7 separate regions of the Mus musculus genome follow, and regions 1, 2, 3, 4, 5 and 6 are each linked to region 7. A link is a contact called in public HiChIP or PLAC-seq and promoter capture Hi-C data. All regions are on one chromosome and are shown on one strand. The core of a region is the stretch at or near the end of the contact, and the rest is flanking DNA. Distances in the headings are between cores, read along the strand shown. Region 1 holds the start of Eprs (glutamyl-prolyl-tRNA synthetase). Region 2 holds the start of Iars2 (isoleucine-tRNA synthetase 2, mitochondrial). Region 3 holds the start of C130074G19Rik (RIKEN cDNA C130074G19 gene). Region 4 holds the start of Lbr (lamin B receptor). Region 5 holds the start of Mark1 (MAP/microtubule affinity regulating kinase 1). Region 6 holds the start of Rab3gap2 (RAB3 GTPase activating protein subunit 2). Region 7 holds the start of Taf1a (TATA-box binding protein associated factor, RNA polymerase I, A).

Region 1 (2,882 bases), core at 341-2,840, 2.0 Mb after region 7:
TAGGTAGATATAGAGATTCTGCCTCAGACGATCAAACCAACAAATAAGTATAGTAATGGTTAAAAGACAAGAACTTCAAGAAAGACTTCAGGACTCAGTGTTTAGTATCTTAAGAGTAGAACACTTGCAGAGCCTTGGCTAGATTGCTCAGATGCAAAACCAAAAGCACACTGCTGCCCTAATATTTGTCCTGTTTCCGGGTGTATAAGTAGGCATCTTTCAGGGGGGTTTCTAATCCAAATTCTCTGTGATGCATGTGTTTGCCCAGGGCATTTTCCAAAAGTTCAAGTTCAAGGTGCAGGCGAGATTTCAGAAGCAGTACATATTTACCCTTACCTTCCAATAGCCTCAGGAATGTGCCAATGTTTTCATGTAACTATAGGGTAGCTATTTCTTTGGGTCCCTGCCTCTGAACCAGCATTTATACACAGCCATTTTGCAGCCGGCAAGGTACTTCTATTACAAAGGAATGAAAGAAGGCACCAGCCAGTGCACTTAATGCCATTTTGTTTCTTCTCTGACTCAATCCCCTACCCCCAGTCATACTCTTCTCTAATTACCTTGGATTCCAGAAATGACAAGACAAGTCTATCATGAAGACCTCCTCAGAGGCAGCCACTATGATTCAAAGTTGGAGTTTACTATGTGATTTTTTTTTTTTTTAAAGCATGGGAGTTGACAGGTGCTCCAAAGAGGACGCATACCACAGTCACACTTCATGGTCTTAGCAAGAACACTGAAGTTATTATTTTTAAAGGTTATTAAGGAATTTGGTCATGGGCTGTTCCTGAATTGTTCTTTTGTTTCCACTGTGAACACAAGTTAACTGTTGTGAGGTTCGCAGACCATCCTTAAGCTCACATACGCGTAGGCCTCCAGCCTGAATTATTATTATTGGTTTTTTGAGACAGGGTTTCTCTGTATAGCCTGAATTATTATTAACCCTCTCATTTGAAGATGCTTCTCTCTAAAACAGACAAACAAAACCCCCAAACATTGTCAATATTGGCAGGCTTCACTACAGATAGTAACATCTGGAAATCTTGATTCTCAGGGCCAGGAGGCCCAGCAAGCAGGTCCTTTTTCTCTTTGTCCCCATAGTTTTCTGTATTTCTAGCTTGCCTCCTAGATGCTGGGACGTGCACCACACCAAACAATCCTGAAAATATTTCCTTTTAGAGAAGACTGAAGGGAAGCTCCCTTATACCCAGTGTAGCTCGTCGACTTTGTGCATGGATGTGCCACTGCCCCAGAATGGACTAGTCTATCGTCCGCCTGCTTCCCTCACTTTCCGATGGGTCTTAACGGCTGTTCCTTTTCCACAACGGAGTGGCACCTCACGGGTGCCCAGTCCTGCTGCCAAGAGGCAACTGGAGCGTGCGGTTAAGGTGGAGGCGACGCACGGCGATTACGTTCAATAGCGTTCGCCAGACGTCAGTATCCGCGGGCCGGGGACGGGAGAGAGGCTGAAATGTCGTGGGCGCGCAGCGATGACGCACAGAGTAGCCTGCCTTGACCTCTCTGCAGTCGTGGCGCGTGGAGTGGGGCGGAGCGAAGGCTGCCTTGGCGGGCGCATATTTATGACGTGTCGTAGCGTGCGCACCGACTCCGGCGGTGGCGGCCCGTGGGGAGGAGTCAGGGCTGCGGTGCCTTCGGTCGCGCGCACACGTTGCATCTCCTTGCTTCCACCTGAACCCTCGCCGCCAGGAAGGCAGCCCGACGAGTAGACCGCAGCTCCTGGGAGATGGCGGCGCTGTGCCTCACGGTGAACGCCGGAAACCCTCCGCTGGGTAAGGGCGCCGCCGACCCGCGCGGGTTGCATCAGCGCGTGGGTGCGGGGCTGGTGCCGCGGCGGTCACGCCGAACGAGCCTCCCGCCCCGGGACGGACGGGCCTGTTCTGCTCTGCGGGGAACCCAGCCCCGCGTGGCCCCGGCCTCTGTCCGCTCGGGGCGCCGTCTCCCGAGGCCCGCTGTCCCGGGAGTGGGGGGACAGGACCAGAGCCCCGCGGGGAGACACGAGACTATGGCTGCGACTCTGCCAGGGTCCCAAGTGGCTTTTGAAGTGGAATTAAAACCCCAACTGTCTGTCCGGCCCGTCCTTTTAATGCGATCTAGGAACCTCCCGCCCCTTCCCCACCTCTCAGGAGATCTGAATTCACTTGCCCCACTTTCCCTTCGGTTGTCGAGTTAAAGGGAGCAAGGTAGACTTTTCTGTCAGCACTTGGAATTTTTACTGAGGCTGCGTTGGCTTGTGGTCGAAGGCTGTAATTACGGAAAGCCGTAGGAACGCTGCGGACTAATGCTACTGGCTGTTTTACTACACACCCCGTGGACGTAGTCCAGGCTCGAGTAAACGTCATCCTACGTTCCATTCGAAATTGATTTTTCAAAGTGGCTAACGCTATTGCTAGCTAGTTTAAAATTTCTGTCTTTTCATTACTTTGGGAAACAACCCAAAAATTTTATCATGTAGACTTGGAAGTACTTTTTCTAATACTCAAAAAGTCAGCCCCTTGAATACAATTGGCCATGTGGGGCTGATGAAATTTCTTGCAACCTCAACTTTGACAGCAGTCTGCGCCTATTGGAGTGAAAAGACATTTATTTATGTATTAATGCGCTGGGAAACAGCTCAGGGAGCTTTGCATTGTAGGCAAGCACTTGACTGTTGAGCCACACTCACCAGCCCTAAAAATAGACTGTAGCAATCGCTTGAAATGTTCTAAAATGATAACATTTTAGCATGTTAGTTCCAGTCTCTGTATGCTAACCTCACAACAAATCCATGAGCCCTGAAAGAAGTAGATGTGATTCTTGGTTTGAAACGGCACTAGGTAGATGATGCTGACCTCGTGGCTAATCCTGGAGGCCTGAGTTCTGCC
Region 2 (3,161 bases), core at 283-2,782, 1.9 Mb after region 7:
TTTGGAATAAACTAGAATTCTCTTAACACTTTCAGTAGTCTTTATTTATTTATTCTTAAGATTTTCTTTATTTTATTTATATAAGTACACTGTAGCTGTCTTCAGACACACCAGAAGAGGGCATCAGATCCCATTACAGATGGTTGTGAGCCACCACGTGGTTGCTGGGATTTGAACTCAGGACCTCTGGAAGAGCAATCAGTGCTCTTAACCACTGAGCCATCTCTCCAGCCCTTCAGTAGTCTTCAAAAATCCCAACAATTCTTCAGACTAAAGTGTAAACGTTTATGTGGCATGGTGGCTCTAAATTCTTAGCAAGTCTCTCAGTATTCACTACCTCAATACAGACCTGCTGAAAAACCTGTCTATTCCCAGTCCACTCTGCCACCCAAAACACACTGGTAATTTATTCTTTCAATTCTTTGGCCTCAATAATTCCCTAAATCCAAAGAATATTCAGGCTAACGCTATTCACTTAAGCAGTATTCCTGATTATCAGAAATATCTTAAATACTCTAGTGTGCAGACACTAACGAATGAATCTCAGACGTTAGCAAATTCAGTATGACATAGGAGACAGATACCGACGACACAGGGGACCCAGAAAAGGGCCGCTACTTTGTCCTTCAAAGAAATCATGATTCCTGTGAAAAACCTAAACATGTGACTAAGGTGGGGTTCAACCTCCCTTCTTTGGTAATACTTTTATAATGTTTTAAGTTTAGTTTTAAGTTTCTCTTTGATTATTCGTGTGTGGTGCACGCGAGCGCGGGTGCCTGCAGACAGAGGTCAGGCATCGGATCTTCTGGAGTTGGAGTTACAGGTGGTTGTGAACTGCCAGACTTGTGTGCTGGAAACGGAACGCGGATCCTCCGCAAGGGTGGCAAGCGCTCTTAGGCGCCGAGCTACCTCTCCAGCCCACTCCTGAAGTTTCATTTACACATGCTCACGCTGGCTACTTTCTGACAAGTGACAAAGGGAAAAGTGTGCAAAGCCGACTCGCTGGGAGCGGAAATCGGAAGGTGCTCGGTGCGGCTCCGGGCTTCACTTTGGAACCCGGCCCGCTGGGCGCTCGCCGGGGAAGCCGCGCGGCCTGCAGGGTTCCCGCAGAGCTGGCCCGCCCCGCCCTGCTCGGGTGGCCGCGTCCGGTACCTGCTGGATCTCCAGCTCCATGTCGGACTGCTGGCGGCCCAGCAGCTTCATCGGGAAGCTGGTCTGCGGCAGCAGCACCGTGTCACGGTATCTGCCGCCTTTCGAGCTGCTCTGGGGGCTGTCCGCCCCGGCCACGGATCGTACCACGAGCCTCCTCGTCATCCCCAGACACCCTAGGCGGCTGGGCAAACGGGCTGGCCCCCAGAAGCTCCCAGCCGCGGCGACCGCCGCCGCCCCGGGCCCGCGAGGGCACAGCCCCCAGTGCATGGTGGACGAGCCGGGCGGAGCCCTCCGCACACGGCCCACGGCAGCCGCCCGGTACCTAAAGGTAGAGACCCTTGAAGAGCTCGGCGGCGAGGAACTGCGCACGCGCTCCGGGGCGGAAGGGGCGGGGCAAGAGCAAGGGCGGGGTTTTCCGGCTTGGAAGTCTGTATCTCTACAGGTCTTTCATGAGGTCTAGTAGGGGTAGAGAGAGGTGTTTACTATCACTCGGCTTTCCCCAATCAGATACATTTAATTAACTTGTCCAGGGTCATAAACAAAAGTAGCAAAGCTAAAGCCGTGCAGTGGTGGTGCAGGGGATTAGTCCCAGCACATGGTGGCAGAGCCAGTCGGGTCTCCAAGTTCGAGGCTAGCCTGGTCTACAGAATGAGCTCCGCAGGACAGCCAGGGCTACACGGGTTTACAACTGTAATTTTGCCATTTTTGTGCCACACTTTAACAAAAATGTATAGAAAGTGACTACAAACAAGATAAAGGAAGGGGGGAAAGGTAAGCACAGGCAATTCATAAAAAAAATATAGCCAATGAATGCAAAACTATGCTCACCTTTGGGAGTCAGGATGACACAGAGCCATCTAATAGATTAGAACAAGCATGAAGTTTGGTAGCAAGTATCGAGAGAGTGGAAACGTGGACTGCCAGAGGTAGTATACAGCCTGTTTTGCCTTCTCATTTCCGTGTGTGTGTGTGTGCATATTTGCATGTGTGGGCATGCATCTATGTGTGCATGTGGAAGTCCTAGGTTGATGGTGGGAATCATCTTCCATGCCTCTTTCACCTCATTCAAGGAGTTAGGGTCTCTCAGAAACAAAGAGCTGGCCCATATGGTTAGTCTTTCTAAGCAGCTGGCTCGGGGGATGCGGGCCTTCCCCCGCACCTGGAATTATACACGGTGTTTAAGCGTTTTTGTGAATTCTCCTGTTTGTACCACCATCTCCCCTGCTCTGTAGTAAATGACAGCATTTACAATACCGTTCTCTGAACTGTAGTTTCCCATTTGAGAACCTGACTGACAGCTGTCATCTCACAGCAGCATGAAGAAAACATTACCACCAAACTCTCCAGAACAACTAGCTGTATTCAATCAACTAGGCTGTTTTCTGGGAAACCCTATGAGAAGATATGTAGCTGGTCTGAGCTACTTTGTGGATTCTTTTCCCATGCTTTATTCTCCCAGTTTCATCCTCTACCTCTAGATAGGAGAAGAACAATGATAGAGGAGAGAAAAAGAGATACAGACCCCAATCTTATTTTCTCTGTGAGCACAACTATGCCACCCTGTCTCCACTCTTTAGCATTTATATACCATCTGAAAAGTTGATTTCAAATATCATACAATCACAGAAATTATCCACAGGTAGCAAAACCACGCCTCTGCTAGGGCAAGAGGCAAATCAGAGTCAGCAGCCGCTGTCATAGTTGGATGGTCTGAAGCAGCCCCATATCCCCGCATCTGGGATTCAAGCAAAAACATTTGTTTGTCTGTTTTTTTAAAAACAAACAAAAACAAAAAAAACAAAACTCCAGAATTCTCCCTACAAAGATACTGTGAGCTCATGAAAGAGGCATACTTCCCAGAGTGCCGGTGGACTCTGCATCTCAGTGGCTAAGCTAAATCCATGAGAGAGAATGTATCTGTCCGTATTTATGGCAATTGTTACGCCGTTACAATGTAACTACAAAAACTAATGTATGGACTGTTAAGTTTTTTGTTTTGTTTTGTTTTG
Region 3 (3,205 bases), core at 435-2,934, 1.5 Mb after region 7:
CGGAACTTGCTGTCAGAGATGATCAGACTGCTTATGCCTCCCCAGTGATGGGATTTAAGGTGTGCGCCACCACTGACCGACTGACTTAGTCTTAGAATAGCCATCCTAACGAGCGGAGTCTAGTACCTCAGTTTCAGCCAGGATGAGCTCTTGTTAATAGGATCTTGTCATACAGCCCAGGCTGGCCTTGTATTATCAACCATCCTGTCCCTTCCTCCAGAGTATCTGGGATTACAGCTGTGGGTTTCCTAGCTTTTACTTCATATTGAAGCCTTGGCTTCTTTCCTGCCCAGTGTCCATGTCAGGGCGATTTGAAAGCGTCGCTGTCTTAATTTGCCTCGCCCAGATAAGTAATCGCTAATACACTGCTAAGAAGTGAGGGACCAGGGTGCCCCAGCTCTGCCACCTCTCCCTGGGGGTGGGGGTGGCTATCTCCCCTCCCACTATTTGTACCTCTAGTGTATGCACAATGCCTGGCACAGAGTGGTCACCCCCAAAACATCTCTAAATGCCAGCTACCAACTAAGAAACCTGTGTCCTCTATTCACTTTCAGATGGCTTCCTTACTCCCAAAAGCCCTACTTCACTTCAACAACGCATGTTATCATTGCCTGCTTGTGAGGAAGCTCCGGTCATATCATTCAGAATGATAAACTAAACTCCTGGCAAGGGACCGAATGTCTCGGGTATGATGAAGGTCACCCACTGAAGACTACCTGGACAATAATTCCGAGAGTTCAGAGGACTTTGGTCAGAACAAACACAAGCAATGAGTTTTGTGATTCCCCTCCACTCCAACTCCCTCCCTAGCCCTGTCTAGGTCAGAGCACCTAGAAACCATAATCATGTGCCCTGAAAACGAAACTCATTCGGTTCCCCATCCATCCTTCCTTTGGCTCTCCCACCAAAGTAAAAAGGCAGGCCGAAGAACATCTGAAGTCCCGGGGTGCAGAGATTGTTGATCAGAGAAGGGGGAGGGGTAACAGGTTCTAGGTATGTACTGGCTGAGTTAGCAGGCCCCGCGCGGGTTAACCCCGGGGTCTAGGACTGAATCACCTAATATTCTCCTGTGGCGGGGTGCCCCAGAGAGAGTGCGGGAAATAGGTGGACCTAGACTGCAACTTCGCAGCTGGGTCCGGGGCTCAAGTCAACTAACCTCACCATGGCTTCAGCATTACCATCAGCTCCAACTGGGAGCAAGGGTCCTGCCCGCGCGCTCAGCTACACACCCTCCTAGTGATGGTCCCGGAGGCCAGCGGGGATGCGGGCACAACTCCACCCAGCGCGACTCCCGGTTCTGTCTGGATCAGGGCGGCCGGGCCGTGGGGACCTACCTTGCCGTACTTCTTCAGTTTTCGCCGGTACCTCTTCTTGGGCTTGTCGCCTGGCGCGGGCTCCTCCAGGGAGTCGTAGCGCTCAGGCAGCGCAGCCAGGTGCACCCTGCGTGCGCTCGGAGTCCCCGCGCGCCGCCCGCCCTCTTCGCGCTCACAGTCCGGGCTCGCCGGGTCCTCGTCCTCGCCCTCCAGGTGCTCCACGATGGCATCTGTCTCCTCGTCACCGGCGCGGCGCGATCGCCCCAGGGGCCTTCGGCCCACTAAGCTGCTCGCCGCCTTGCTTCGGAGCCGGGCGCCCACCGTCATGATGCCGCCGAGCTCTGGAGAAGGGCCCAGGCTATGAGGCAACCTTTGCTCCACGCTCCGCCCGGCTCCTGCCCCTGCGGACCGCCCCGGCCCTGTGCGCTCCGGGAACCAGAGGTCGCAGCACACCCATGCGGTGGGGTCCAGGATTACGGGGGCAGACGTAAAAGGCTTTCCGGAGAACCCTGCAGCAGAAACCATTGCTCAGGGTAGGCAAGTTCAGCTGTACTGGGAACAGACTCCAAACAACAGACCTACTACGGGTGCGGGCATTTAAAACTAGCAGGGTGTGGTGGCACACACCTTTAATCCCTGCGTTTAATCCCAGGCTGAGGCTGGTGGATCTCTGAGTTCAAGGCTCACTTTGGTTCACAGAGCAAGTTCCAGGATAGCCAAGGCTACAAAATAACAAACAAACAAATGGTAGAGATGGTATTGGTGAAGATTCCTCAGTGCTGGTGTGGACATGTTGACAGGGTCATGAAAATATTATATTCAGACCTGGGGATGTAGCTCAGTTGGGAGAATGCTACCTAGGCATGCCCGAAAGTCCGGACTCCATCCCCAGTGTCACAGAAGCCCCATCAAGGTGGCACATGCTCCGAACCTAGGAAGTGGAGGCAGAAGGATTAGGGGTTCAAGTTGACCACAGCGAGTCTGAGGTCCAGCCTGGGCTACATGATGCTCTGAATCAAACACAAGCAAGAAGCGCAGGGTAAGAAAACGTTAAAAATGTCTTCCCAACATTCACATGCCTGATGATCAGCATTTCTGTCTCCCATCAAAACATTCCATACATACTTACAACTAAGTAAAGGGTGGAGTCCGTCCTTGGAAGCTGAGCAGGCGTTTAGACAACGTGTGTTCTTGGCAGTGGAACCTGAACAACAGCCATCAAGCCCAGTGTGTGTATGTGTGTGTGTGGGGGGGTCTCACTCCACATTATAGGAAGGAGAGATGAGATCGGTTTTTATAGAAATCAAGTAAGTGGTTTCTTTGTGGCTTCCAAATCAAATCTTCTTACATTAAATTGCTTCCTGAACATTTTAGAGACATGACGTTTTTTAGAGATTCATTTTTTTAAACTATGTTTAATTATGTGTAAGTATGTACAGAGTCTCTGGCCTGGAGCTATAGTTACAGACAGGTGATGTGGTTGCTAGAAATCTATCTCTGGTCCTCTGAAGGAACAGTGTATGCTCTTAGCCACTGAGCCATCTCTCCAGCCAGTTTCCAACTGTTTAGACATTTTCTTCCTCCATGGCCTGAGATCTCCACTAGCCTCCTGCTCAGTCATCAGAAAGCAGTTCTTCACACAGTTCATGAATGTGGCTTCCACTTTGGAACGAGAAACACTTTTTTCTATACTTGTCTGCAGTTTTATTTTAATGTCTTCTGCAGAGCAAGGTCTTATTGGTGTCTTAGGTTTTTAAAGCATTGTTGTTACCCTTTGATCTTGTTTTGATGGTTTTGAAGTCTTTTTCCATTCTTGTTTGATTTCTGTACTTTTTTTTTTCTTTTCTGGAGGGTCTCATACAGATTCTTCACTGGAGTTTTTCTTTCAGTTT
Region 4 (2,900 bases), core at 208-2,707, 1.5 Mb before region 7:
ACAACACAAACCATGAACTGACACTGATGGTGATATTTTATATAGCATGTGGAGAACGACCTTGTCTTAGGAGACAAAAAAAAAAAAAAAAAAATGGGCTGCCAACAAGATATGAATGCCACTTTGCACAAGATCCACACAGTCAGTGGAAACTACATAACACATCCCAAAATATTGCCCAACAGGAGATAATTATACTGGATAGGACAAGGAGGCTCCAGACTCCCGTGTATTCTTATGCACCCAAGTAACGCATAAGAGACGCACACAGGCTTCCCTAAACAAACAGGTTGTTTGCAAAGAAAAGTCACTCGCTAAACTGTACCCTCAACCACATACCGCAGAAATTCAAGAATCCTCAGGCTTTTTTCCTGTCAACCCAGATTCTTGCTAACCCGAGGGTCATTTGGCACTGAACGCCTCACATATTATGGTACAATATAACACTATGTATCAGTGTGGCCGATTTCTTTCTACGATGCTCCGGTGCGTTACTAAGATCTTTAATCGTTTCCCCCCCTCTCCCAAATTCACTTAATGTGGCAGAAAGAAAAAGCTCAAATGGTGGCTCACAGCTACCCTTTAACACCTGAGCCGGCACAGGCCTGCTAGGCAAAACGCAAACAGGAAGGCGTTCGCAGGGTCTGTGCCCCTTCAGAGCCGTGCAGGAGAAAGCTGGCTGTCCTGGCAGAGTGGCCTTTTCCCTTAATACCCAAAAGCACGCTAATCTTAACAGTCCTTACTCACTCCCGCCCCAACTCCCCAGTCAACGCTCATCATCACCCTCTCTGTCCGTATTAGGTCCTCCATCCCGCGCTTCTCTGTAGCCCCATCTTCTAACCCTCAGAGCAGCTGCTACTTTGTAGCCCCAGATCTAGTCCTGCTCCTGCACCTGAGCCACGGCCCTAGCACACCAAGTGCGCTACACAGGGCGGGCGGGCGCAACGCCAGGCCAGCCCGCCATCGCCGAAGTGCCCCGGAGCAGGCCCTCCGCACCCCAGCGCGCACTGAGTGGCCCTCGAAGCTGCTGGAGGCGCGAGGTCCGCTGTCACCGCGCAGAAGCACTCAGGAGGCCCGGATAGGCGGGACGGCGCCCTGGCAGGAGCCAGAGGCGGTTAACCCCTCCTCCGAAGGCCGCCCGCTTTCCGAGGGCCGGGAAGCCGCGGCGAGCACAGCCCAGCCCGGCCCGGCCGGGGCACCCAACGCGCGCGTCCGAGACGGGGATCGGGGGTTGTCCGCCATCCGAAACCCGCGCTCGACTTCCGGCCCGCGCGGCCCCAGCCTCGCCGGCCGCCCCGGGGAACCCGCTCTCCACACGCGGCGGAGTCCCGCGCCGACGCTCACCTGGCCGCGCTCCGGCGGGAACTCCAGCCACTCCAGGACAGTCACCAGCAGCCAGCGGCGACTCCGCGCGCGACACAGCCGGCCGCGCTCTCGCGCCCCCGAGGTCCCGCCCCTAGCGAGGCTGCCCTGAGCTCCCCATTGGTCCCTCGACCTTTTGAATCATCGCCGGCGCTGGCGATTGGTCGAGGGCCAGTGGCGCGTCCAGCCCGCCCGCTCGTGAGCGTCCGGCGTCCCCACCCGGTTTATCTCCGCAGCCCAGGCACCAAGCCGCGCTTTGGCTCGCGCCCTCCTGCGGAGCGATCTAGGCCGGCGGTCTGGGAGGAGGGTGAAGCTCGCGCGACGCCAGGCAAAAGCGTCCGCTGCTGTCACCCGGCTCTCGGTCCGTGTGTAACCTCGGGAGCCAGCGGGCCGCGCGCTTAGTCCGGCCACGGCCGAAGCCCGCGGGCTTCGCGTCCCGCCTGGACCCGACCCCAGCAGGCCCAGGCCGGAGCCCCCAAACTCCCCCCCCCCCTTACACTTGCCACCACTGGTTGTTTCCTTCCTCTCGGGTTGAGAGTTCAAAGCAGTTCGTTAAAGCTCCCTACTTCGCCGTGCTGTTTTTAAAGGTATTTCCAACATCCCTTATTAAATACATCTGAGTGTCTTCCTGCCTCGGAAGCACTGTGGGTTCAGATGCAAGGCTGAAATAAGTCTTTTCATCCGCAGCGTGGCTTCAGGTGCACAGCGCTGTCACCTTCTCAGCTACAAACGAGTGAGTAAGTGCGTGCCTCGGAGCCCTTCCTAAGAAAGAGTGCTCACCACGATTTGATTTGTCATTGCCGTTGGGGTTGCCCTGGGTGGAAATCTAAACCACAGATGTGTGCATCAAGAAACCTCTAAACGTAAAGTTTGGCAAATCCCTTAAGCTTCAGCTCTTAAAGACGAATCCTACTCCGAGTCCTGCGGCAAATAACACAGGAAAACACCATGGGAAGGATGTCGTTTGAGATAAATTCTACTAATACCAAAGACATCCTTCACTCCTCAAACCCAGAGCCAAGGTTCCGTTGGGTTCCCTCCACAGGACATATAAGCATTTTCACTTACAAAATAAAAGACCAGAGGCGGGGAAACCTTGTAAACTTTGGTTTATAGTTTCTTCAAAAGGACCAGGCCAGTGAGGCTGGAGAGCCAGCTCAGATGATAAAGAACCCTGCCTTGAAAGAATAAGAACTTTGTGAGCACTTGAGACCCTCAGCACTAAAATTAAAACAAGAGGAAGGTGCTCTCAAAAGGCTGTAACTATAATGAAGGGGACAGAGGTAGCTGGGGACAAACAGATCTCCCTGGACTCAGTTGGTAACAGCTAGGATTTTGTGAGACACCCTGTCTCAAAGAGCAAGATGTTGCGCAGTTGGAGAAAGACAACTTACACTAACCTTTGGCCTTCATGTATACACTTGCACACACACACACACACACAAATAAGCCTGTATACGAATTCAACATCATACCTTATATTCACTAAAGATGTTTGTGTGTGCAAGGCATGGGTACATACAGAACTCATTCCTGCT
Region 5 (3,268 bases), core at 593-3,092, 1.6 Mb after region 7:
TATAAAGCCATCCCATGTCTGTATAAAGAGCCCTATCCACACACGCCTAAACAAGAGGCCGAGCCGTCAAACCCCAGGACACAACCAAGCCACGGGGCCTCTCCACATTAGGTTAACACACAGAATTCTGACCCTAAAACAAAGGTCATCTTCCGCTTGACTCCTCACGGTCACTCTTAAATGACAGGATGTTCTTAATAATAAATCTTTACCTTTGAAAACCTACCGCCACCAAATTCTTTACCCTTTCCTCCAACCTCCTTTAGCCTTTCAGTGAAAATTATGCAGCCGTGTCATCTCTAAGACAACAGTCACGGTGCAAACTGAGCAACAAGGTACGACGGTGGTGACAGCCCTGGTGTCTTCATCATTTCAAGTGTAGGACACAGGAGAGGACAAAGCATTCCCATACAATTTCCTAGTTCTTCTAACAATGGTCTCTGTAGAATTGTGTTCTTATCCCTTCAAATAAATATAGTACATGCAAACCCTACTCTCTAGATAAAACACCCATGTTTGTGCCTCATTTGCCCCTTCGAAAAGCGAGCCTGCCTGTCTCTCCTCCCCTATCTTTTGTCTCAGAACACCAAAGCACTTGAGTATTTTTACTTTACAATCCCTATGAAGTCACTGGTACATTAAGCACTGGAGGACCGATGAGGGGCGTAGACACCCAGAGAGCTCTCTGGTCGGCCACGCAAAGCCTAGAACCCCCTAGTTCCTTAAAACTTGTCAGCAATCAGGCCAGACCCTCTGGAGCCTCCGGGCCCCTTGGCAGGTCGCGGAGAATTTTAAAAACAACAGTGACAGAAAGCCACCTTTCCTGCAAAGGAACCTGCACACACATATAAACACAATCGTCCGTCTCAGAAGATGAAATTACAATTGGCCTTTCTCTTGGTTTTGTTAGACTTCAAATACGGCGAGTGAACATCTCAATCTTGATTTAAAAACAAAAAAAAAAAAAAAAAAAAATTAAACCAAACCAAACTAAACAAAGAAGCTCCTGAGGGCAATTTGATCAGACACAGAAAAATCCTGCCTTCAAAGAAATGTGCCTTGTGACACTCTGAGGAGAAGTACTTAAAACCTGTCCCTGAGTCACGAACACTGGATTGAGGAAGAGAAGAAGACAGCTGGCTTCTTGGGGTTCTTAAATCTTTTCTTTCTCACCTTGGGGCTACAGAAGCTGTAAGTGAAATCTTCCACTCTTCACTGAGAGTATTGCAGTGACATAAAGTCACACACACACACACACCCCTCTACTTCACTGCCCTCTTTATCCCTAAGGTGCCCGTGCCCCCCCCCACCCCCCAATGTGGACCTGATGTTACAAAAAGCAAAGTCATGGGGCAATGCGGGGGTGGGGTGGGGTGTATGTTTGCAAAGGACTCAAAAAAATCCAGAAAAGCAAAGGGCTGAAAGATCCCAGGACAGCCGAGGTGTAAGAGGTTCGGCTGGCTCGTGGGCTGCAGCCAAGCAAGCATCCATTCACTCGAGTGGGGGGCTGGGGGCGCGACCAGAATGTTGGGGTGCTCACGAAGCCACTCTGGACGCCCACCCTCTGCCCTCCATCACCCTCCGCATCCCCTCAGGCAGGACCCCCTCCGAGCAGAGGGCCGCCCCGGGGCTCCCCGCGTAGGGACGGGAAGGACGGGGAAGGGGGTCAGGCCGGGCTCGCCCAGGTAGCCGCGCCGGAGGCTCGGGAGACTCACGTTCTCCGTGTCCCGCTCGTTCACCGTGGGCAATGGCGTCCGCGCCGACATCTTGCGCGGGCAGCGGGGTCGAGCGGGGGGTCCGGCGGGTCGCGGGCCGCGGAGGGCTTCGGCGAGGGCGGGCGCGCGCGAGCAGGCCGCGCCGGGGAGCGCGCGGCTCCCGCAGGCCGCGGGGCGGGAAGGCGGGCGAGGACGCGGGGACCGAGCCGCGGGGACGCCGGTCGGGCGCGGAGGGCCGCGGCGGGCTGAGTGGAGAGCGGGCGCCCCGGAGCTGCCTCAGCGCGGCGCCCGGCGAGCGCGGCCCTGACAGCGCCTCCCGCACGCCGCCTCAGGTGAGCGCCGCCGCCGCCGCCGCCGTCGCCGCCGCCGCTGCCGCATCCGCGCCGGGCCCCGCGGCCCCGAGCCCGCGCGCCGCTCCGCGCCGTCCCCGCCGCGATCAGCCGGAGCCCTCGGCGGCCGGAGCCGGTGCGCGCGGAGCGGCGGGCGCGGCACGGCACGCAGCGCCCCGAGGCTCTTGGCGGCCGCCGCCGGGTGGGCGGGCGCCAGCCGAGGGGCCTCTCCATTCATTCCCTCATTAGGGATGCGGGGCCGCCTCCGCCCGCCGGGCCGGATTTCATTAGTGACTCGCCCCACCCGCGGATCAGCCTGTCCCCTCAGAACCTCCGGCGGGCGTCCTGCGATTTGATGTTGATTCTTGTGTGGCTTTTAAACCGGCACTGGGGACACATGGGGTTCGTGCGAATAGAGAACGATCCCCCTCCTTCCTCCTTTTTTATGTATTTTTTTATTTGTTTCACTGGAGGGAGCATTGGGTACCATCCATCCTACTCTCCACTTGGCCCATCCTTAAATTCTCCTCTGGTTTAATTCCTGGTTTTCTTCGAGCCTTCCTTCAGCATCCTTCTGCCCTGAGGTGTTGTTCAGGGGCAGGCGTGGACAAAAGGCACAAAAGCCTCATGAAAGGAGCTGGCCCAGAAAGCATGTGGAAGAGGGCTCCCCGCACCCCACAGCATCCCTGGAGTGGGTGAGACTTGATGTCTACAGTGGCTGATCGTCACTTCCTGGGATACAAGGAAGTGTCACTTAGGCTACTTATTCAGAGAGAGTAAGAAGGCTGTCTCTGTGGTCTGTCTGGAACTCTTCCTTCCAAAAGGCTGCTTTGCCTTTCCCTCCACCTGCCACTCCAGGTCCTGGGCATATTTGTCCCCATGCAATGTTGTCATTCTTACTCTGATATTTTGCACACTTGGCCTCTAGGATAAAACTTTACCATCTCCCTATTCCTTTTCTTTCTTCAACCTCAAATGGGAATCTTGGGATGATGGGAAACTCCTCTTTCCCAAATGCATCCATTTGAGGAAGAATTCCTGTGCCAGATGGTTTTTATCCTGACTCATTAAAAGTTGTTTCTGAAAACTTAACACTTGACCCTTAAAACATGGGCCAGAAGAACCTAAAAATAGCAAACCCATATCTTGAGGGAATACACACACACACACACACACACACACACACACACACACACACACCGTATGTAGTCGCTTCTAGAACAC
Region 6 (3,222 bases), core at 601-3,100, 1.8 Mb after region 7:
CAGCCCATCTTTTTTGCTTTTACACATCTCAGAAAGTAAGCTAAGGGGCCTAGCAAACACAGAAGTGGATGCTCACAGTCAGCTATTGGATGGATCACAGAGCCTCCAATGGAGGAGCTAGAGAAAGTAACCAAGGAGCTAAAGGGATCCGCAACCCTATAGGTGGAACAACAATATGAACTAACCAGTATCCTGGAGCTCTTGTCTCTAGCTGCATATATATCAGAAGATGGCCTGGTCGGCCATCAGTGGAAAGAGAGGCCCATTGATCATGCAAACTTTATATGCCCCAGTACAGAGGAACGCCAGGGCCAAGAAGTGGGAGTGGGAGGGTGGGGGAGTGGGTGGGGGAGCGTGTGGGGGACTTTTGGGATAGCATTGGAAATGTAAATGAAATAAATACCTAATTTAAAAAAAAAGAAAAAAAAGAAAGTAAGCTAAATGGGTTTCAAGAGCTTCATCAGAGACAGAGCAATTTTTTTTTTCATTTACAAAATTAGGATAACACATTCTTTTGAAGTCAGCCATGGTACAGTACACACATATAATCCCAGTGCTTGGACATTGAGGGGAATTGAAGGTTTGAGGCTAACCTGGACTACATGGCTAGACCTTATCTCAAACAATCAAAGAAACAAGACTCCTTGAAGATATTTATGACAGTCTAACTGGGCAAGATATGGAAATGTACTTTCAAATCCAAGTAAAAGACTCAGGTTGGTCTTTAATTTATGTGTATATACTTCAGTAAGTATTTATCAAGGACTCAACTGGGTGCCAGATCCCATGCTAGAGACCAGGTATTTAAGGGGTTAAACGGATCCCCAGTCCTCCAGGAGTCTATAAGGATGGTGCTTTCCTTATCCAAAACCCAAAGGAAAAGTACAGGGTCAGTCTCCCCAGCTCTGTTCTGCCGTGCTGTTTTGTTGTTCTTTCCCGCCTAGCATTCTCTCAGTTTTAGTTAGCTGAGTAAGTAATTGCTTCACTTGGCCTGTGTTAGTCACTAGCTTTTTAGTTCCGTAGGAATGTGTCCCTTTCTGTTCCGAAGCTCTGTGCCTAGAGTGTGGCTGGCACGGAAAACACTAACAAATACTTGTTGGGCGGTTAGATGAACAAACGGATGAAAAGGCAAACGGACGATTACAGAGCACCATTCAATACTGCGCTGGTCCTGTTACTACATCGGGCTTTCACAGAACCGTGGCAACTTATAGATAGGAGTATTTATTTAATACGAGCCCTTAAGGAGCTGCTTTCCATCGCTTTGTTACTTGAGACACTGTTTTTGCATTGTAGCCCAGGATAGTGGCTTCAACAGCCAGAAATTCACCTGCCTCAGACTGAGGTAGGAAGGATTACAGGCATAGGCGCCGCAGACTCTTTTGGGAGTTGGGGTATAGGTGCTGAGGATAGCCTTCCACATTAAAAAAAAAAAAAACAAAAGCACAAACAAAATTACGAAGTTCTCAGGCACCTGCCCACACTCAGCTTAAACCGCCTGATCTGCGAACGATCTAGGTCGTGTCCGTAGAAGCACACCAACAAGATTGTTTGGGTGACTCAATGGCCCCCGCAAAGTTCAATTAGATCACCTTTGGAGGAAGGCCAGAATGACGGGACAAGCTCGCCCAAGAAAGAATGCGGCCAGGCTCCACGTCTAACTCTCCGCCACAAGACCGCGAGTCACGTGTCCGAAGCTGCACCCTCCCTCGGCTCCCGCTCGGCCCGCGCACGCGCAGCTTCGGGGCGTCCCGCGCATGCGTAGCACCCTCCCCTCGCGAGGAGTGCTGACAGCTTCCGGTCTGGCGTCCCCGCCCCCCCAGGGTAGCTGAAGCTTTCGGGGCTCCGTGCTGTCAGCCTTCGGGTGGAGTGGCCCGGGCGTGGCTAGGGACCACGAGCCCCGCGAGGCGGGGTCCCTGCAGCCATGGCCTGCTCCATCGTCCAGTTCTGCTCCTTCCAGGACCTGCAGTCCGCGCGCGACTTCCTATTCCCTCACCTGCGGGAGGAGACCCCCGGCGCCCTGAAGAGGGACCCGAGTAAGTGTCCCGGCGACCGGGACGCGGCTGCAAGCCTCCCTTCCCTCGGCGTCCCGTCTCTCTCAGCCTCAGCCTTTTGCGTCTCCTGTCCTGTCGCCTGTCTGTCACCGCTCCCCACCCCCTCCTTCCCAGTCCCAGCTCCACGTCTTCTCCCTATGCACACCACCTGCTCAGAGATAGCATCCTCCGTCCCAGTCCCTGCCTAATGTCAGCCCTCCACCCTGTGCTTGTTCCAACTCCCATCCTTCTCCATTTCTGGCACTGTATGTAGCCTTTGCTCTGCCCCTTCAAGAGGTGCTTAGCATCCCCACCCTCTTCCATCTCTTTTCTGTCATTCAGATTTACGGAATAAATGGCCGATTGGCAAGTGAAGGGTTTTTAAGGTGGTGAGTAAACTGCCAAGTAAGAAAAGTAACCTCTTAGGAAGTGAGGAGAATCCAGGGTAGGAACTAAAATTACAGCCACATGGTCGAGAAAAGTTAATTGGCGTCTATTGAGGTGAGAAACAGCGCCTGTTATTACCATCAAACAACGTTAACAAGCCCTACTTCATGAATATAAATCCCAAAGCTGCTTACTAAATGCTGCGTATTACCTGAGGATTTTATTATATGCTCCTTTATTTCTCCTTTTGAAAGAGGGTATCTTACTCTGCTTTCTTTATTTTTAATATGAAAATCACTTTGCTCTGTAGACCCAGTAATAATTTTTAAAAAACCACTCTCCTTTTCACTATTTAGAAGCTATCCCAGGGCACTAGGGAGATTCTGCTTCCTAGTAGGGTCTGTCTGAAAAGTAATGTTTGAAAATATCAAATATGGGAGGAACTAGGGATGAATAGTTTGTACCAGTCATTGCTGCTCCCTACCACTTAAGTTTGGTAGTTTCCGTCTGGTAGCACTATGATTCACTGGTAATGTCACGTGTGAGTGAGGGTGCTCTAACATGATAGATGGCTTGACAGGCGCGTGTGTTGAGAGAGAAAGAAGGCCATATCTGAAATGCTTGTGGAGACGTCCAACACTTGGTATGGCAGCTGGAGTCAAGGTGATAATTAGTTAAGGGTGAAGTGTGGTTTCAGTCTATAGAATGCTAACTGTTGTGTCGTGGACTCGCTACTGACGAGAACCTTAGGAAGAGACTGAAGTTGGGGAGTCTTGTAAGGGTTCTTGGGGAGATGGGAGAG
Region 7 (2,862 bases), core at 317-2,816:
ACCAATATCACAAACACCTGGCAATGGGCTTCATCAGTGGGCACACACATGGGTTCAAGGAACGGTCAGAACATTGGCAGACACATGGGTTCTAGGAGTGGCCAGAGCATTGTGTACCTCTATTTTTCTAAACCAGTGAAGCTAGTTCTGCTAACAATGAATCTATTTTGCCAATTTCAGGGCTTCTGTGACCTTTTACATTCTGCCAGGATCTTTCAACATCACAACATCCTCCCACCCCTTTTTTGAGACAGGGTTTCTCTGTGTAGCCCTGGCTGTCCTGGAACTCCCTCTGTGGACCAGGCTGGCCTCGAACTCAGAAATCTGCCTGCCTCCCTCCCTCCTGAGTGTTGGGATTAAAGGCACGCACCACTACTGCTAGTATTTTCCCCCATTTTTATGAGCATGACCAAAATCAGCTGAGTCATTTTGATAAATCAAGATTCCAGATGACAAGCTAATCATTATCTTGGTGTGTGTGTGTGTGACTGCCCCTCCTTTGTCACATAGTTTAGCTTTGCCTGTAGTTAGGAGTATAGGTTTAAAGGCCCAGGCATAGAGGCACATGCCTTTAATCCCAGCACTTGGAAGCCAGACTGATTTCTGGGTTGAGGCCATCCTGGTCTACAGACTAAGTTCTAGGACAGCTAGGGCAATGCTGAAACATGGTCTTAGAAACAAAAATAAAACAAAACAAAAACTCAGCAACAAAAAGAAACAGTAAGGGCAAAGACACAAAGAACTGTATAAATAACTTTTCTCTAGTGCCTATGAGCACTGCATACTGTTTACATAGAAAACACGGAATAAAATACCCATCGCATTAAAAAAAAAAAAACAACTCTTCATACAAAGTCTTTTTATAGACCCTTAGGTTTCTATGATACTCGGATTCTGTTCTCGAGCAGTAAATTCAAAGTTCCAGAGGAGTCCATGCCATCACTTATGCAGCCTTCAGTACGTTCTTTTTTATTTTAGTTCCAATAACTTTAAAGTTGTCTTCCTGTAGCTTTTACTCATTAATGCGTGTTTTCACCACTGGTGCCAGTCTGTTCATTTAACGGATCAGCCCTTGAAAATACATCTGCCATTCTCCATGGTCCTTTTCAAAGGCTTAACAATTCCACTATCTACCTCCAGAATTAACACATGGCTGTGAATGTCTCTCATGAAAGTGGGATCCAGACCCATCCCTACAACAATCCACGTTGAAAAGGAAAAAGATTCTTGCTCAAACTGTGAGGCAGGAAGTCACTTAAATCAGATGCTAGCAGCAACTGGGATCGGCTATGCGTTCCCTTGTCACACTCGACTTTGCGATGGAAATCTTCCAATTTCGTTAAGGCTCAGGCTAAATTGTCAATCTGGGCCAAACCAATGGGGAGGCGGAAGTCAACATCCACTTCCGGGCCTCGTCCGGAAGCCTCTTCAGAGCTGGATAGGCTCTGCATCTTTCCCACAGGTAACGCTCCTGTGGGGGCGTGGCCACGCATGCGCACTACCTGAATGCCCACCAGGCTGGTTCTGCGCAAGCTCCCAGGAAGCGCTCGTTAACTGCTTCCGGACAGGGTTTTCCGGGGCGGCGAACAACGTGGAGTCGGGCGACTCTGGAGCTTGGATTTAGCGGCTCGCGGGCTCCGTACGCCTTGCGCTTTCAGTGAAACAGGAAAAGGTGTGTGAGCCTCCTGCTTGTTCCTTCTGCGGTTTCCTCTTGACTTTGTGCTCCTGGGCTCTGAGACCGTAAGTTACAGAGATCGTGAACTTTTGGTTACCGTGGCAACAGCCACCACGCCAACCTTCCCCAGGCCAGTTTGAGTCTTTGAGGGCCAAGGAAGGATTTGCGTTGTCTCCTTACCGTGTGTGGTAAGGTCGATTTCTAATTCAGGTGCTATTTCAAACTTTTTCGCGGAACGGCTGAGATTGATTTTTTTTAAAGGCCTAATCTGGATTTAAGGCGGAGAAACAAAATTTGAGGCTGGCCAACTCTTTGGGAGATGGGTCAGCAGGTAGTGGCAATTACTGTCAAGCCGGGTGAGTTCGATCCCCGGATCTACACAGTTGAAGGACCCCTCTAGATGATTCTCTGACCTCCACGCGTGCGCCGTGGCTTCTTCCGACAATAAACAAAGTGTAATATTAAAAAAAGAAATCGTACCGGGCGGTGGTTGCGCACGCCTTTAATCCCAGTACTTGGGAGGCAGAGGCAGGCGGATTCCTGAGTTCGAGGCCAGCCTGTCTACAGAGTGAGTTCCAGGACAGCCAGGGCTACACAGAGAAACCCTGTCTCGGAAAAAAACAAAACAAAACACCCCCAAAAAGAAAAGAAAGAAATCGTTTGTCAGCAGGCTTCAGGTTCGATCTCTAGCACCGCAGAAAACAAAGAAAGCAACGCCAGTTGATAAGGGTGAGGGTACCGAACTAGGGTGATGCTGTGGGATTGCAGAAGGGAGGGACGCGTTCAGTGGAATTCGTAGCTTCAGTATTTGATGGATACGCAGAACAAGGGTCTTGAGCATTTTGACATTTAAATCCATGTCCAGTGGCATGTAGCTGCTTTTGTCGAGTCATTTCTTTGCCATGGGCCGCTGCCGACCCCCTTACGTTTTTTGTCATACCGGCTCGTCTGTGTGCTTTGTGTTTCCCAGACTTTTGTCTTCACCGTTTCTCAGTCCTAACTTGGAAGGAAATACGGTTGCTGCTATGATTATCTTAGATAACTTATGGGCTATTTATGTGGTTAAGTTCCGAATACATACTAGCAACTGCTGCTACTGTACGTGCGTGTTATATATTCTTTTTTTTTTTTTAAGATTTATTTATTTATTATATGTAAGTACACTGTAGCTGTCTTCAGACACTCCA

Evidence for each region. Promoter capture Hi-C pulls out the DNA fragments that hold promoters and counts their contacts. HiChIP or PLAC-seq counts read pairs in DNA pulled down with a chosen protein or histone mark.
Region 1: a contact with region 7 is called in an H3K27ac HiChIP or PLAC-seq map of extraembryonic endoderm stem cells, with 7 times the contacts expected there. The contact joins the promoter of Eprs here to the promoter of Taf1a in region 7. A contact is called at or near these places in 1 of 39 promoter capture datasets (liver), 3 of 115 datasets of contacts at active chromatin or transcription factors (extraembryonic endoderm stem cells, pancreatic cancer cells and pro-B cells) and 1 of 9 other capture datasets (liver).
Region 2: a contact with region 7 is called in a promoter capture Hi-C map of pre-B cells, with 9 times the contacts expected there. The contact joins the promoter of Iars2 here to the promoter of Taf1a in region 7. A contact is called at or near these places in 2 of 39 promoter capture datasets (cranial neural crest and pre-B cells) and 3 of 115 datasets of contacts at active chromatin or transcription factors (embryonic forebrain, embryonic stem cells and large pre-B cells).
Region 3: a contact with region 7 is called in a promoter capture Hi-C map of embryonic stem cells, with 29 times the contacts expected there. The contact joins the promoter of C130074G19Rik here to the promoter of Taf1a in region 7. A contact is called at or near these places in 3 of 39 promoter capture datasets (embryonic stem cells, hippocampal neurons and liver) and 3 of 115 datasets of contacts at active chromatin or transcription factors (cardiomyocytes, embryonic forebrain and pancreatic cancer cells).
Region 4: a contact with region 7 is called in a promoter capture Hi-C map of liver, with 2.9 times the contacts expected there. The contact joins the promoter of Lbr here to the promoter of Taf1a in region 7.
Region 5: a promoter capture Hi-C map of hippocampal neurons shows a contact between it and region 7, with 7 times the contacts expected there. The contact joins the promoter of Mark1 here to the promoter of Taf1a in region 7. A contact is called at or near these places in 1 of 39 promoter capture datasets (hippocampal neurons) and 2 of 115 datasets of contacts at active chromatin or transcription factors (embryonic stem cells and forebrain).
Region 6: a promoter capture Hi-C map of embryonic stem cells shows a contact between it and region 7, with 50 times the contacts expected there. The contact joins the promoter of Rab3gap2 here to the promoter of Taf1a in region 7. A contact is called at or near these places in 7 of 39 promoter capture datasets (the 3T3-L1 cell line, 3T3-L1-derived adipocytes, the C10 cell line and 4 more), 1 of 484 Hi-C or Micro-C datasets (CD4 T cells) and 6 of 115 datasets of contacts at active chromatin or transcription factors (astrocytes, embryonic forebrain, embryonic stem cells and 3 more).

What each region holds. Positions count from the first base shown.
Region 1 is chr1:185,361,454-185,364,335 of GRCm38.p6, forward strand. It overlaps Eprs (glutamyl-prolyl-tRNA synthetase), which reads left to right and starts at 1,591. Exons shown (of 32, transcript NM_029735.2): 1 at 1,591-1,790. The coding sequence starts at 1,745.
Region 2 is chr1:185,327,869-185,331,029 of GRCm38.p6, forward strand. Iars2 (isoleucine-tRNA synthetase 2, mitochondrial) reads right to left here and starts at 1,533. Exons shown (of 23, transcript NM_198653.3): 1 at 1,153-1,533. The coding sequence starts at 1,419. It also overlaps a transcript of Bpnt1 not described here.
Region 3 is chr1:184,881,352-184,884,556 of GRCm38.p6, forward strand. It overlaps C130074G19Rik (RIKEN cDNA C130074G19 gene), which reads right to left and starts at 1,685. Exons shown (of 2, transcript NM_178692.3): 1 at 1,335-1,685. The coding sequence starts at 1,640. It overlaps Gm34602 (a long non-coding RNA gene), which reads left to right. Exons shown (of 4, transcript XR_003948516.1): 4 at 555-930. It also overlaps the pseudogene Gm17905.
Region 4 is chr1:181,840,944-181,843,843 of GRCm38.p6, forward strand. Lbr (lamin B receptor) reads right to left here and starts at 1,458. Exons shown (of 14, transcript NM_133815.2): 1 at 1,345-1,458.
Region 5 is chr1:184,997,707-185,000,974 of GRCm38.p6, forward strand. It overlaps Mark1 (MAP/microtubule affinity regulating kinase 1), which reads right to left and starts at 1,843. Exons shown (of 18, transcript NM_145515.2): 1 at 1,716-1,843. The coding sequence starts at 1,766. It overlaps Gm39728 (a long non-coding RNA gene), which reads left to right and starts at 1,860. Exons shown (of 5, transcript XR_865821.3): 1 at 1,860-2,047.
Region 6 is chr1:185,202,318-185,205,539 of GRCm38.p6, forward strand. Rab3gap2 (RAB3 GTPase activating protein subunit 2) reads left to right here and starts at 1,851. Exons shown (of 35, transcript NM_001163754.1): 1 at 1,851-2,036. The coding sequence starts at 1,925.
Region 7 is chr1:183,387,419-183,390,280 of GRCm38.p6, forward strand. Taf1a (TATA-box binding protein associated factor, RNA polymerase I, A) reads left to right here and starts at 1,567. Exons shown (of 11, transcript NM_001277959.1): 1 at 1,567-1,740.